Linked DNA regions of Mus musculus: region 2 is linked to region 1. The links are chromatin contacts, called in public HiChIP or PLAC-seq maps. All regions are on one chromosome and are shown on one strand. The core of a region is the stretch at or near the end of the contact, and the rest is flanking DNA. Distances in the headings are between cores, read along the strand shown.

Region 1 (7,212 bases), core at 2,335-4,834:
CAGTACCTTCTTCAAAACTGACCATATAATTGGTCACAAAACAGGCCTCAACAGATACAAGAAGACTGAAATAATCCCATATACCCTATCAGATCACCACAGACTAAGGCTGGTCTTAAATACCAACAAAAACAACAGAAAGCACACATACACACAGAAGCTGAACAATGCTCTGCTCAATGATAACTTGGTCAAGGAAGAAATAAAAAAAGAAAGTAAAGTCTATCTTTTTAGAATTTAATGAAAATGAAGGCACATCATATCAAAGCTTATGGGACACAATGAAAGCAGTGCTAAGAGGAAAACTCATAGCTCTGAGTGCTTCCAAAAAGAAACTGGAGAGAGCACACACTAGCAGCTTGACAGCACACATGAAAGCTCTAGAACAAAACAAAGCAAATACACCCAAGAGGAGTAGACGGCAGGAAATAGTCAAACTCAGGGCTGAAATCAGCCAAATAGAAACAAAAAGAACTCTATAAAGAATCAACAAAACCAGGAGCTGGTTCTTTGAGAAAAAACAAGATAGATAGACCCTTAGCCTGACTAACCAGAGGGCACAGAGACAGTATTCAAATTAATAACATCAGAAATGAAAAGGAGACATAACAACAAAATATATCTTAAAATAATTATTCTGTCTGTTGAATATTAAGTTGAAAATATTAAAATCATGTTCTAGAAAAAAAGAAAAAGTAGAAGCTTTTTAGAAATACGTTTCTTATCTATCTATCCATCTATCCACCCATTATCATCTATTATCTATATTTAACATCTATCTAAGTATCTGTTTATCTATCTACCTGTCTATACCTACCTATCTACCTACCTACCTATAGCTATCTCTCTCTCTCTCTCTATCTCTATCTATCTATCTATCTATCTATCTATCTATCTATCTATCTATCTATCTATCATTTGTTTTCCTTTTTTTTTTCTTTTCTTTTTTGAGACAGGGTTTCTCTGTGTAGCCCTGGCTGTCCTGGAACTCACTCTGTAGACCAGGCTGGCCTCGAACTCAGAAATCCACCTGCCTCTGCCTCCCAAGTGCTGGGATTAAAGACGTGCGCCACCACCGTCCAGCTCATCTGTTTTTCTATTTTGAGACAAGGTCTCACTATGTAGCTCTGGTGACATAAGCAGAATAGGGCCTCAAACACACAAATCAACCTGCCTTTGCCTCCTGAGAGCTGGGTTTAAAGGCGTAGGGCACCACTCCTGGCAAAATACACTTCTTTAAAAGTCATCTTGGACACAGGCTTGTGCTTGGGATTGGCAAGTGCCGTAGCGATGCCGTTCGTTCGTTAAGGAAGAGCTCTGTATTTGCTCAGAGGTCGACAAGTTCAAGGCCGCGGGGAGAATCATTTACGGGAGCTTTCCTCAGAACTGAGAAGCATCGCCCTCAAGGACTTACGTGATCATGCCTAGAGTAACCATAGCTGCCCTCCGGGGCTTGAATAACTTCCAGAGGCGGGACAGGGGGTTGGCCTCTGTTTGCACAGGCTTTGATTTGCATCAGGACACAGTGGCTGGTTAGCTCCTGGGGCACGGAGTTTTGTTCTGATTTGGTTCCAGTAGGAACCTCATGTGTTTAATTGGCCAGGCTAAAGAAGAGCCCCAGAAGGAAATCCTCTTTTAAATCCTATGCAAATGGAGTCACTGGCCCAATCTGTGGTCCAGGCTGGGTTACCTGATTCATTAACAGAAGGTTCTGAACGGAATTCACCTTCCCACAGGAGAGCCCACTGGTGGGGTGAAAACCCCATAAGCACACAGAGAGGTCAGTGTACTGTAACCACAGCCAGCGACCATCCCTGGGAACCGGCTCTAAGCCACCTGAGATGAGCATTCATTGGAGTTCTCATTTTGGGTTAAAGGGCTATGTCATTGATTGTATTGGTTGGTTTCTGAGAACCTAGGAAGTAAAATCAGAATCCTGTAGGAAGTTAGTCAGGAGGACACCACCGTGAACGACAGGGATGCAGGCTCTGCACGCTCACATCCACACGGGGCAAGTTAGCAACCGCGGGCAAGTTGCTTTTCTTTGTCTCAATTTCCTCTTCACAGAGTGGGTATTTTCAGACCGAAGTGAGTACTGAGAGTGTCGAGCAGAGAGGAGGAACTGGGGCAGCCTGGGCTGCTGTCATTTCATAAGCAGGGATGATGGTACTGAGACTCCCCTCCCCCTCCCCCCTGCCCCCCTCCCCCAGCACTGGCTGAACACACAGCACCAGGGGGACTTGCACCAAGGTGTCCTAATTCCTTCTTTTTCTTCCTCATTCTGAGGCTTGAACCAAAGCCTCGCGAAGGCCAGGCCAGAGCTCTACGCCTGAGCTCTTCAGCCCTTACTGTTCATTTCATTCTTTCTTTCTTTAAAAATTTGATGCCAGGGGGACATGGTGGCAGCGCACATCCTTAGCCCCAGTGCTCCAGAGGCAGAGGCAGAGGCAGAGGCAGGCAGATCTCTGTCTGAGTTCCGAGGCCAGCCTGGTCTACAGAGTGAGTTCCAGGACAGCCAGGGCTACACAGAGAAACCCTGTCTTGAAAAATGAAAAGAAGAATAATTATGTTTTTATTCCTGTGCATGTGTGTGGGCGCTGGGGGAGGGTGCATGCTCGGCACACAGGTGAAGGTCAGAGGTCAACTTATACCATTCCAGTTTTTCCACCATGTGTTTTTGGGGGGCAACTCCAGCCCTCAGGCTTGGTAGCAACTACCTTTACCTGCTGAGACATCTCACTGTCTATCTGTCTGTCTATCATTGTCTATATGTCTTCTGTCTGTTTATCTATCAATCATTTGTCTGTTTATCTATCTATCATTTTCTGTCTATCTTTCTTTCTCTCTCTCTTTCTTCCCTTCTTAAACATTCATTTTTTGCCTCATCATACTTTGAATTGATTTTCACTTATGTGTAAGTATGTGCACATGAGCACACATGTCCAAAGAGGCCAGAGGCACTAGATTCCTTGGAGCTGGAGTTATAGATGCTTGCGAGCATCCTGCCGTGGGTGCTGGGTATCAAACTTGGGTCCCCTGGAAAAGCACTCTATGCTCTTAACCACTGAGCCATCTCTCTGGCCCCCTCACATTCTCTTTGAACGAACACATGTCAGTTATGTTGTATTTGGAGTCTTCCTGAACTCTTCATATAGTAACAGGGTAACAAACGCTACCAGTTAACTACAGCACCTTTAAACTTTATAGTGAATACCTGTGTGCTGCCTGTTCAGAAAAAAAAAAAACAAAAAGCTTTTTATACATGCTAGCTTGTCTCATGATCGGAAACATAAAACACATATAAAGCCACTTTATAGCTAAGGAAACCGAAACAGGTCTGAGTAAGGGCATTTTTTTTTTCAGGTGAAGATCTCATGCCAACCCCTAATGGATCTGTTCTGAGTGGCCAGCCCCCCAGAGATGCGTGGCTATTTTGCTTAGCTCTTAGTGAGCACAAAACAATCTTTTCAGCCTAAAGAAGTGAAGCACTGGGAGTTTTTTTTTTCTCCCCTTGGTGTCACCATAAATCAAAAACGCATCACAGAGAGTGCAGGTGTTTCCTGTACTCGTGACAAAAAGCAAACGGCTCACGTTGCCCCTGACGACGTAGCTGGAGTCGCTCAGGATGTCTCGGGCCAGTCCAAAGTCACAGATCTTCACCACCTTCCCGTGGGTGACCAACACATTCCTGGCTGCCAGGTCTCTGTGGACACACTGGAAGAGAGAGGCTTGAATGACATGGTCTGTGACTTACACCTTCAGAGAGAGACTCACAACAGTTACAGAGGACAGAGACCCATGACTGTCATACATCCCGAGAACACTGGCTGAGTCCTAAGTTAACTCAGCTGCAGTCATCTGAGGCATCCCTGGAGCTATGAGCCAAAGAAGTGCCAAAGGGGGCCTTCGCCTAGCTCCAGAGACGCTTCTAACAGCCGGCTTCCTGTGCGTGCGTGTGTGCGTGCGAGAACAGAATCCCTTTTGGATAAAGAACTGGCTTTCAGAATAAAAGTGCATCATATCTGACAGGCCTAGTGGTGCAGATCCATAATCGCAGCACTGGAGAGGCTGAGGCAGGAGGATTTCTAAGTTTGAGGCCAGCCTGGACTACACATAGAGGTCGTGTCTCTAAATGAATAAATAGATTAAGATTGAAGAAAGCATTCAGAAGAAGTGAGTTTGGGGGGACCAAAGAGATGATAGCTCAGTGAGAAAACGCATTAACCATGTAACCCTGATGTCCTGAGTTCGATTCCTGGGTCCCACAGTGGAAGAATTAACTCCCACAGTTTGTCCTCTGACTTCTGCACACACACTACGGTACATGGGCCCCACATTCTCATACACACACACACACACACACACACACACACACACACACACACACACACTTGCTTTCACATGCACATACAGGGTACAGGGGGCAGACAGACAGACAGAAGATAACGATGAGTTTCGAGGAGTACATGAGAGTAGAGCCCAGAGTCTCTGAAGGGAATGAACTCTGTAAGAGAGCACATGGTGTCCATGGGGGTCCACTACGCTCTCCTCAGCCTTTAAAAGAACAAAGCCTATAAAAACAGGAATGTCTGTGCCGTGACTCCTGCCCTCCTTCTCCAAGTCTGGCTTTCTTCATGTGGCATCTCCTAGATGTCTGTCCCCATCCCCATCATGTCCTCCTGACTACCTGCCCTGCCCGTATTCTTCCCAGCTGCTCTGGGAAGGCTCCTTCTGACCAGCAAGAAGGCTGCCCAGCCTGGACTGGCTTTGACTAGTCCCTCTCCCTCTGGATTCCATCCGAGGGAGGCTCTCTTGCTCTCTTGCCTGTTCCTCACCCCTTTTTCCTTGGGGTAGCCATGCTAACTTTAGTGACAGTATCAATCACAAGACACTGATCTGATGTATAGGTCTGCTTGTCTTTCTCCTAGAAACATAAAACCTGTGGGCCCTGAAGTCACATCCTCATTGGTTTTCTGCCCCAGCACAGTGTCGCATGGAGCCACACAAATGTGTGACACAGTCACAGAGTGGGGAAGAGCACAGTGCTTGGCATGATTGGAGCAGAAGGCTGCAGTGAAGACAAACCGTCTAAAAACTGGATGCCCGGGGCTGGAGAGATGGTTCAGTGGTTAAGAGCACTGACTGCTCTTCCAAAGATCCTGAGTTCAAATCCCAACAACCACATGGTGGCTCACATCTCATCCATGAGATCTGATGCCCTCTTCTGGTGCGTCTGAAGACAGTTACAGTGTACTTAGATATAATAATAAATAAATCTTAAAAAAAAAAAACTGGATGCTCTTCAAAAGTCCATGTCATAACACACCTAAGAGTAAAAATAAAAAGGCCTGCTGTAATTAGAGAACATGAACAAACTGTGCTGGATTATCTAAACTGGTCATTGCGGCTCGGCAGCACGGGGGACAGAGAATTTCTGGATTCTGAGGTCAGAAGACCTGCCTAACACCTGGGCCACGCCTTCTGGTGGCAGCCATAGAGGGTATGAAGGAGGAAGCGTTTGCATTTTGCCTGCTTGCCTTCACTCTTACTGGCAAGTCCATCTGCTCTGCTGCTGTGGTTGCTTTCTCACTGACTTCTTCAGGATCCCAATGTAGACCCAGGACCACCTGCTTTCTAAGACTTCCCCGGGACTCCAGATGGGGATTTCTGAGACATCCAGTCTCGTGCACCTTGTTGGATTACATGAACTGCTGCCTGTAAGCCGCTCTAACAAATCCCCCATATATGCGTGTGTGTATGTGTGTATGTCTGTGCATAAAATATTTTTACATAGAGAGTAAAACAATATATAATTTTATATGTATATATACTTATATATATAACTTTTTAAATTTTTACTTATTTATTTATTTTATATGAGTACTCTGTTGCTCTCTTGAAACAGCAGAAGTGGTCATCAGATCCCATTACAGATGGTTGTGACCCACCGTGTGGTTGCTGAGAATTGAACTCAGGACCTCTGGAAGAGCAGTCAGTGCTCTTAACTACTGAGCCATCTCTCCAGCCCTATATATAACTTTATAATTAAAAATAATACATATATATGTATTATTTTTAATTCTATCAGTTCTGTTTCTTTAGGGAGCCCTAATTAACATACTACCCCTCTGAAACACAGACATCTTTTCCTATGGAGAAACTTAGTAAGATACACCAACCTAGCCCTTCCTTGTGTTTCAATAGTTTGTGTAGGTGCGTACACAGCTAAAGATGTTGTCTCCCCCCCCCCCCCCCCCGCTAATCTGTTTACTACCATGTTACTTCAGCAGACATAAAGATTTGAGGCTTTGGTGGCTTATAGTGTGGAATGACAGGGGACAGCGGGTGGAGAAGCAGCATTGCCTAGCGCAGCACGAGGAGGTCATGGTTTGGGGTGGGTCCCGCAGTCTTCCTGCTGCAGCACTTGTGAATACAGGGCCAGCCACTGAGAAGAGACAGGTTCCACAGCGCTGTGGCTAGCCTAGGCTGAATCTGTTCAGGCTGGCTGGCTGGGGTGGCAGAGCTGGTGAACTTTGGGCCTCTGCTCATGCCCCCGACTGCAGGGAACAACCCGAATGAATCCCTGTATTGGCAGGGATGACGATACTGTGATACTGTGCTTCTTTCAGTATGGCTTTTCTGGGACTTCCCTAGACATCCCACGGGACGTTGGCTCTAACCAGCGACTCTGGGCCTTCGTGCTGCAGGTATGAAAAGAATTAGGGGAAGCAGGGCAGACAGCAAGGGAGGCATGTTAAAATGACCATGGAACAAACGTAGACACACGGCTCATTCAAAGCTGCACGCATGCATTCCTTTCTGCGGCTCTGTGTTTGCGCCTTCTGTCGGTTTTCTCTTTAAAAGGTACTTACCGACTTGAACTCCAGGAATTCCATGCCTTTGGCCACTTGGTACGCAAAGCAAAGGAGGTCTTCAAACGTCAGCACGTTCAAATCTTCCTCCTCTTCTTCTGCCAGCCTCTTCTGGTTTTCATATTCAATCTCATCTGTAAAAAGACGTCCACTTGTCACTTTCCCCAGACACTAGGCAGTACCCTATCAGACCTCTGTGAGAGGCAGCTAAGGCGACCTCAGTGTGGAGATATTTATAAGAGGCGTTTGATCTGATCTCCTGCTCTAGACTCAATAGACCAAATCGAATGGCGTCACCCAGACAAAAGGTCCGCCATACAAAGAGAAAGGATTATTTGAC
Region 2 (6,712 bases), core at 992-3,491, 380 kb after region 1:
GAGGGAAGGAGGAAATGAGGGGGAAGGGAAAAGAGAGAGAGCGGCGCGTAAGACAGACAGACAGATAGACAGACAGACAGACAGAGCCGGACAGAGACAGAGACAGAGGGGATGAGAGAGATGAGCCAGCGCAAGAGAGCACACTGGTGTGGAGCTAATCAAGGGTGTGGACTTAAACGAGAGTGTGTTGTCTTAAGCCTTGAAGAGGAGACTGAACTTTTATAGAGACACTGGTCTCGATAGCTACAGAGAGGACCGGTAATTATGGTAGTTAGGGCGTTGGTAACTAATAAATATCGAGGCTAGAACACCTGATGGGGCTCAGCGCCTGGCTAGCGGCGCAAAGCGACTTTGTACACTTTCCCTGAACTGCTTCAATCTGCCTCCACTGTTCGAAAACACAGATAAAATTACGCTTAGCCAAAACCAACCACGCTTTAAAATTAAAAAGTAGAGACATGTGTCAAGCAGAAAATCCAATAAAACGCCTGTTCCCCCCACCCTGTAACTTAAGGGTTTGCAGTAATTTTTTAAGCTAGTTTTGTCTTTATATAATAAATCAGTATTTAAACTCTCTAAGCGGTTGCATTTCCGTATAAGCAGCTCTTCGAAAATATTTGTGAAATAGAAAATACAATAACTCGTTTAATATCATTATTTTAGAACCTAACCAGCCACGTCGGATTCTGGCTTTGCCATTTTAGTCCGTTTTAATTATAAACCCCTGTTCATTACTTTGAAACGAAGTACAGTCTTCCCATTTCAAAAGGCTTATTTTTACTGTCTTTTAAAACCTTGCTGCCTTTCTTTCTGGGGCCACTACTATTCTACCTGACTCTTTAGTCTCTATCTTCTTTCCCAACCACGCTGGTTTAAATAAAGACGCTCTGGTATGCGTCTCTGCGCAAAGGGACCTCCCGCCTGCAGACCTGGAGTTAGAGTTCCCGAGGTCCCTCCAGCTTTTTGACCCTTGGATGACGACGGTCTCCACATTAAATGCTCCTAAAATCTGCCGGCCCCTGATCGGTCGCCCCCCCCCCCCCGCCCCGCGCTTTTCATATCCTAGAGAACGCTGATTTAGGAGGTCGCAAACTTCACCTACTACTTAAACCACAGCTTTCAGTCTAAATTGTCAGGTGGTTTTGTTTTTTTGTTTTTTCTTCTAGATTCATAACCTAAAGGTAGGGCTTAAAATTCCAAAACTTGCTGCCGGGTCGCTTTGGGTCACTCACTCACTCCGAGGACCTGGACCGCACACCCGCCCCACACCGCGGAGGCCCCACCCGGGAGACGGCGCTCCGCGAACTGCTGGGAAGAAACCCTGCAGACTGTGCGTTCCCCAGCTTCCTCCGGACGGACCCAAGCGGGTACGGGAGTCAGAGCTGGCCCTTCTCTGGGCTCCATCTGCTCGCCGCGGGCACGGGACCCCTCCCAATTTCGTCCTCCTTTGCTCTGGTGGAGCGAGCTCATCGCTAACGACCCCACCTCTGTCCAGCCCCGGGCAGCCTCTCTGACATCTAGCTTGCTCCAACTAGCCCTTGAGGACTCTGCTGCAGCCTAGGAGCAGGCTCTGGATGCTGAAAGGTCCACCCGTGTGGTGATCTGCACTCCCAGAGTCTAAGGAGTGAGCGCCTACCCGGGAACCCGGTAGGGGACTAGCGGCTCCGGCTACACCCGGCAGGCACTCTGGCTCTGACCCCAGCGTGGAGCTAAGGAGAGTCTAAGCGGTGATGCCAACTTCCAGCGGCGCCCACTTGGGGGGTGGAGGGGAAGACGTGTGTCCCGAGGCGTACCCGCTGCTACAAGTGTCCCCGGCTCCCGCCGGAGCTCGCTTCCCCCGGACCACCCCGTGGCTGCCCATCCCCGCCGAACTCCAACTCATGGTCCCTGGCGCGCCTCACCTGTGAGAAGCAGACACCCGAGCAGCGCGTAAGGCAAGACCGCGGTGTCCCAGCAGCTGACCATGGTGAGCAAGACGCGGCCTGTTGGCCCGGTGCCCGCGCTCTCCGAGGCCGACGGCGCAGCCGCTCGAGCCGGTCCCCTCCTGCTTCTGCTTGGCGCCGCGAGAGCCCTTCTCCGCGCCTGCAGCCGAGGGGGGTGGTGTGGGGGGATCCTCGCCGTCCCGCGTCCGCTAGCCGCTGCGCTTGAGTCCCGGAGCCCGCTCCGAGCAGCAGCCACCACCACTAGCACTACCTCCCGGGAGTGTCCGCCACCGCGCTCCGAGCCTCTCAAGGACCTCGCTGAAGTGCAGCCGAGGGCGGGGGCGATTTATAACCTTTCCCCAGCCCACTTCCTACCCCGGCACCTCCTTCCAGTGACGTCAAGGGGTCCCCCACCCCTCATCCGCCTCCCCACCTACCCTCTTCTTCCTCCCGGAGGGGCGGGGGCCGGCGAGGGCGGGTAGCCCGGGGGCCAGAGCGCGCGTGCGGTGGCGCTAGGCGCGCGGGTCGCCGGACAGGTTCGCAGGTTCAGGGTCCTTGCTCTGTGCTCTGCTGCCCCAGCCCCTCCTGCCCATCGCTCTCAGGAAATCCTTACCCAGCTCCCTCCACCGAGCTTACTCAGCTCTGGTGACCGCCCGAAACTGAGGAGGGGACCGTCTAAGTGCACCGCCCTGCCCCCGGGGCGGGAAGTCTTATCCTAGGGAAGCTGGCCGCGCCTCCCGCGACGGTGTCCCTGGCACCGAGGAACGAGGCGCAGTCGAGCCCTCTCCCGAGCGGTCCCGCCGGTCCCTGACCCCGCCAGACTGTTGCCAGACAGCGAAGGAAGGCGCCAGAGACCCTCCGCTTAAGGCACTTGGACCCGGAGCGTCCGAGGGAACCGGACGCCTTGCCAGGCACCTTCGGAAAGAGCGCGGGGCCGCGCGGGTCCCAAGGGAGGGAGTCTGTGTCTTTTTCGGCTGCATTAATGCACCCGCCCAAGCCATTTCCTCAACCCTCTGCTTCCTAGAAGCAAAACAAGGAATAACATGTTACCTTAAAAAAAAAAAAAAAAAAAAAAAAAAAAGCCAAGGCGTGAGACACGCTCCTGCAACTTGTAAGGGCCAAGAACTTGAACTCTAGGTCTGAAACGCTGGATGGAAAACAAATCTTTTTGGTGGAAGCCGGCTAGCCAAGATGACTGACTCGAATGTTCTTGGAACAAAAAACGGGTGAAATTAACTTGAGACACTAGATCATTTACGATGACACTAATTCCACGTTGTTCCTCAATTATGCATCCATTAACTGGAAGGCTGAAGTCGTCCCGGCCTCCCCGGAGCAGCCCAGTCTTGTCCCTGTAAATACTGCAGGTTTGAAAAATAGCCTCAATAGAACCTGCCAGATACCCGTGATAAAATGGCTCCTAAATGGGACCAGAGGCTTTTCCTGAAGGACTAGACTAAACCTCCGGTAGGGAAGGTTGCGCAACCTGAGTTGCCTCATTCCTAAGAGAGTCTGGGCCACCACCACCCGCAGCTCTACTAGGGCACCGGGAGCCTCTGAGCCAGGGCAAGTGAGATTCCTTTTCTCCTTCATGGTCTAGCAGAAGGGAAAGACCGCTGTGAGCCTAAGCTCACCTGCGGACTTCCCCAGCCAATTCTGATTTCTCTACAAGCTTCCACTAGGGTCAGTATTCCTGCCCTCTGCCTCCGGCGCCTCAAATTGCTCTCCAATCAGGAATCATGCAGGATGGCCCGCACTAGGTAGTTATAATTCTCCCAGCTGAATCTCCGGCCTCAGACGGTCTTGACACACCCACACGGTCAAACTGTCCCTGTCTCCCCTAAGAGCTATCCTAACGCCCACGCATCTTTTAAGAGGTCTGCTCAGCCCCTTTAAGCAATGGCAGGTGTTTGGGCTGGGGAGAGCTTGCCAATTGGAAACCCATCGCCACTGAGGCTGGAGGTGCTGCGCTGAGCAGGCCGACAGAAACCAAGACACACAACGTGAAGGAGGTGTACGATTCTAGAGGGGTATGAAGCCCACCATGAGCACAGAAACACGGGCATGGCTTATTGTAGGGGAAGACCAGCGAGGGGAACTACCAACTTGGGGGAAGTGTTGCATGTACAGTCCCCAAAGGTTTAGTTTAATGCGTTGTTTTCAAAAGGCATTTTGATGTCTTTAAATACTCAAGGAGATCCTTATGAGTTTGTTGCCAGAAATGATCCCACAATGACTTTATGGGATCATGAAGCCAGACAGGTATTTGACCGACAGCCAAAACCATCTATAACTTAAGCTGTGCATTAACAATGCTAAAATATCGCTCAATTATCTAAGATTAATGGCCTCGTAATTGAAGTAGCTAAGGTTTATATGCTGTGGCTTTCGATACGTTTCTCCAACTCTTTTGAAAAGCCCCAGACTTTTAATTTACAGCCAACAACTTCCACACCAATATTTCTTTTGTAGGTTGCATTGGTTGTTATTGTTATTTTTGTTATTAAGAATTTTAAAATGATACAAACTGTTTCATTGGACATTTCAACTTCACTTTGATATGGACAATAAAGGGCTAAGACCCTTTCCCCAGAAGTGGTAACAGAGTTGAATAATGGGCTACATACAGTAGGACTCTTCGAACCAAATCAGTCATGAAAGAGGTTTTCTAGATACCATTGATGGGAAAGATCAAATTCAACACGCTAGGTATGTGTGAAAGGCTATTTGCAGTGGATTATCTGCTTGCTTCCTGCCCATGTACAAAAGAACGTTTCATCTCCTGCTTGCCTAGCAAAACCAGACACTCTCTCCTCTTATCAGCCACATTCTCTCGAAGTTTCTCTCTTGCCCCCATTCAGGAACACACTGTTGTCCAGCCAGTGACTTAAATATTCAAGACTGAATAAGTTGGAGCATCAATAAGAGTGACAGGAGGGGAACCCAGAGCTGATCTACAGGAGGAAGAGGAAGAGGAAGAAGAGGAGGAGGAGGAGAAGGGGGAAGAGGAAGCAGAGTGACATTAAGCTTGGTTGTTGAAGAAAAATCCTTGTTGACACACAACACAGAACTTGTTTACACGAAGCTGATGATCTTGTCAAATCCTTATGCATTGTTGGAAGAAAAACAAGCAAACAAGCCTCCTATGACATCTTGGGACACTGAGGCTCCTTGGCGAGTGCCCCAGACCTGTTGGTACCTTACAGTTTTACTGACCAGAAATGAATCAACACATTAGAACAACAAGGGAGTCTTATTTGGGCTGGAGAGATGGCTCAGCGGTTAAGAGCACTGACTGCCCTTCCAAAGGTCCTGAGTTCAAATCCCAACAACCACATAGTGGCTCACAACCATCTGCAATGAGATCTGACGCCCTCTTCTGGGGTGTCTGAAGATGGCTAAAGTCTATTTGCAGTAATAGATGAGTTGTTGTTGTTGTTGTTGTTGTTGTTGTTGTTGTTGTTGTTGTTTTTAAAGAGTATTGTTTATTTCAGCCACCCAAGTCCTAGGGGTACAGTCCAGCAGCAGCCCATGGGACACCTAATATGCACAGGGCCCCTAGATTTGGTTCCGAGTCCTGTCAGCAGAGGAGCAGAGGGAGGCCCTTCTATTTAGCCACTGAACCAGGCCCTGGACTCCTGTTCTAAGTGCTTCTTCAGTGCTCTGACAACTTCTCCAGGACATTGACTGACCACCCAGGAACACAACTTTATCTCTAGGCTCTCTGTCCATGTCTCCTTGACCACTGCTTAAATGGCATGTTCTAGAAATTGCTCCCAGCTTCCCTTGGAAGATTCCATCTTCTTAACATCCCTGCAGGTGATATAGACCCAGGATGGAACAGCATTTATAACGTTATCAGCAAGAGAATTAGAGATCCACTGAATGGCAAAATCAGAGGTTAAAATAGTTAGGCTTAGAGTTAGGGAAACAGGCAATGACTGCTATCCTGAGAGAGCCATAGGGGTCTCAGCCAGGAGGAAGTTCTGCCAGAGACCTAGCTAAAGGTGTCCATGACTGCGCCATCCTTCCTCTCAAAGTTCAGGGTTCTGTTTTCATCTTAGAGACAGGGTCTCACTATGTAACCCTAGCTGGCCTCAAATTCACTAGGTAGACCAGGCTGGCCTAGAACTCACAGAGATCTGCCTGCCTCTGCCTCTCCAGTGTCGGGATTAAAAACACGAATGAATTAAAAACCACCATGCCTAGCTAAGATTGATTGATTACATACTCACTTATTTTTAATTAGAAAGAGAGAGAACATGTGTTGTATGCGTCCGTTCAGGTACACATGGGAAGTTAATCTCCCAAGCATGGAGAAAAGCCTATGGAAAGTTCTAGAAATGAGCAAAGAGGGCTAGACGTTCAGATGGACAGTACACTGGGTGGACAAAAGCTGAGGAAATGAGCTCCCCCCCCCCCCCCGCCCCTACGCATACATCATTGGCTTCTGCTTGCCCAGGACACTTTCACTCCTGGCCCAGGTTGGCACTGCTAGTGTTGATACGATCTTTGGACTTTTTCTGGGCTCTTCTTTTGAAGCCCAGCTCTGGACTCCAGCTTGCTTTGTTCTGCCTGTTCCCAAGAGCCATGATAGGCCAACTGTCAACGTAAGATCAAAGTGGCCTCTTCTGTGGACACCTTCATAGCTAGGTCTCTTGCAGAACTTCCTCCTAGCTGAGACCCCTGTGGCTCTCTCAGGATAGCAATTGCCCATTGCTGTGACCCCTAGCCCTAAGCCTGTCTCTGAGGCTCATGCCAGACCCTCATCTGCAGGCCTCCACCATGTT

Evidence for each region. HiChIP or PLAC-seq counts read pairs in DNA pulled down with a chosen protein or histone mark.
Region 2: an H3K27ac HiChIP or PLAC-seq map of DN3 thymocytes shows a contact between it and region 1, with 4 times the contacts expected there. The contact joins the promoter of Flt1 here to the enhancer-like site in region 1. A contact is called at or near these places in 1 of 39 promoter capture datasets (embryonic stem cells), 3 of 15 datasets of contacts at CTCF or cohesin (embryonic stem cells, large pre-B cells and pro-B cells), 4 of 484 Hi-C or Micro-C datasets (embryonic stem cells, nephron progenitors, spermatogonial stem cells and 1 more) and 3 of 115 datasets of contacts at active chromatin or transcription factors (DN3 thymocytes, embryonic stem cells and stem cell-derived neural progenitor cells).

What each region holds. Positions count from the first base shown.
Region 1 is chr5:147,337,622-147,344,833 of GRCm38.p6, forward strand. It overlaps Flt3 (FMS-like tyrosine kinase 3), which reads right to left. Exons shown (of 24, transcript NM_010229.2): 19 at 6,873-7,006; 20 at 3,592-3,714. Among named protein-coding and RNA genes, the nearest start is that of Urad, 19 kb to the left of the region's middle. Within about 2 kb of position 3,585, at least 83 of the 459 cell types and tissues checked have an H3K27ac peak or open chromatin away from gene starts, as enhancers often do. A contact at or near this core is called in DN3 thymocytes and pro-B cells, where this site is marked.
Region 2 is chr5:147,723,770-147,730,481 of GRCm38.p6, forward strand. Flt1 (FMS-like tyrosine kinase 1) reads right to left here and starts at 2,242. Exons shown (of 30, transcript NM_010228.4): 1 at 1,902-2,242. The coding sequence starts at 1,965.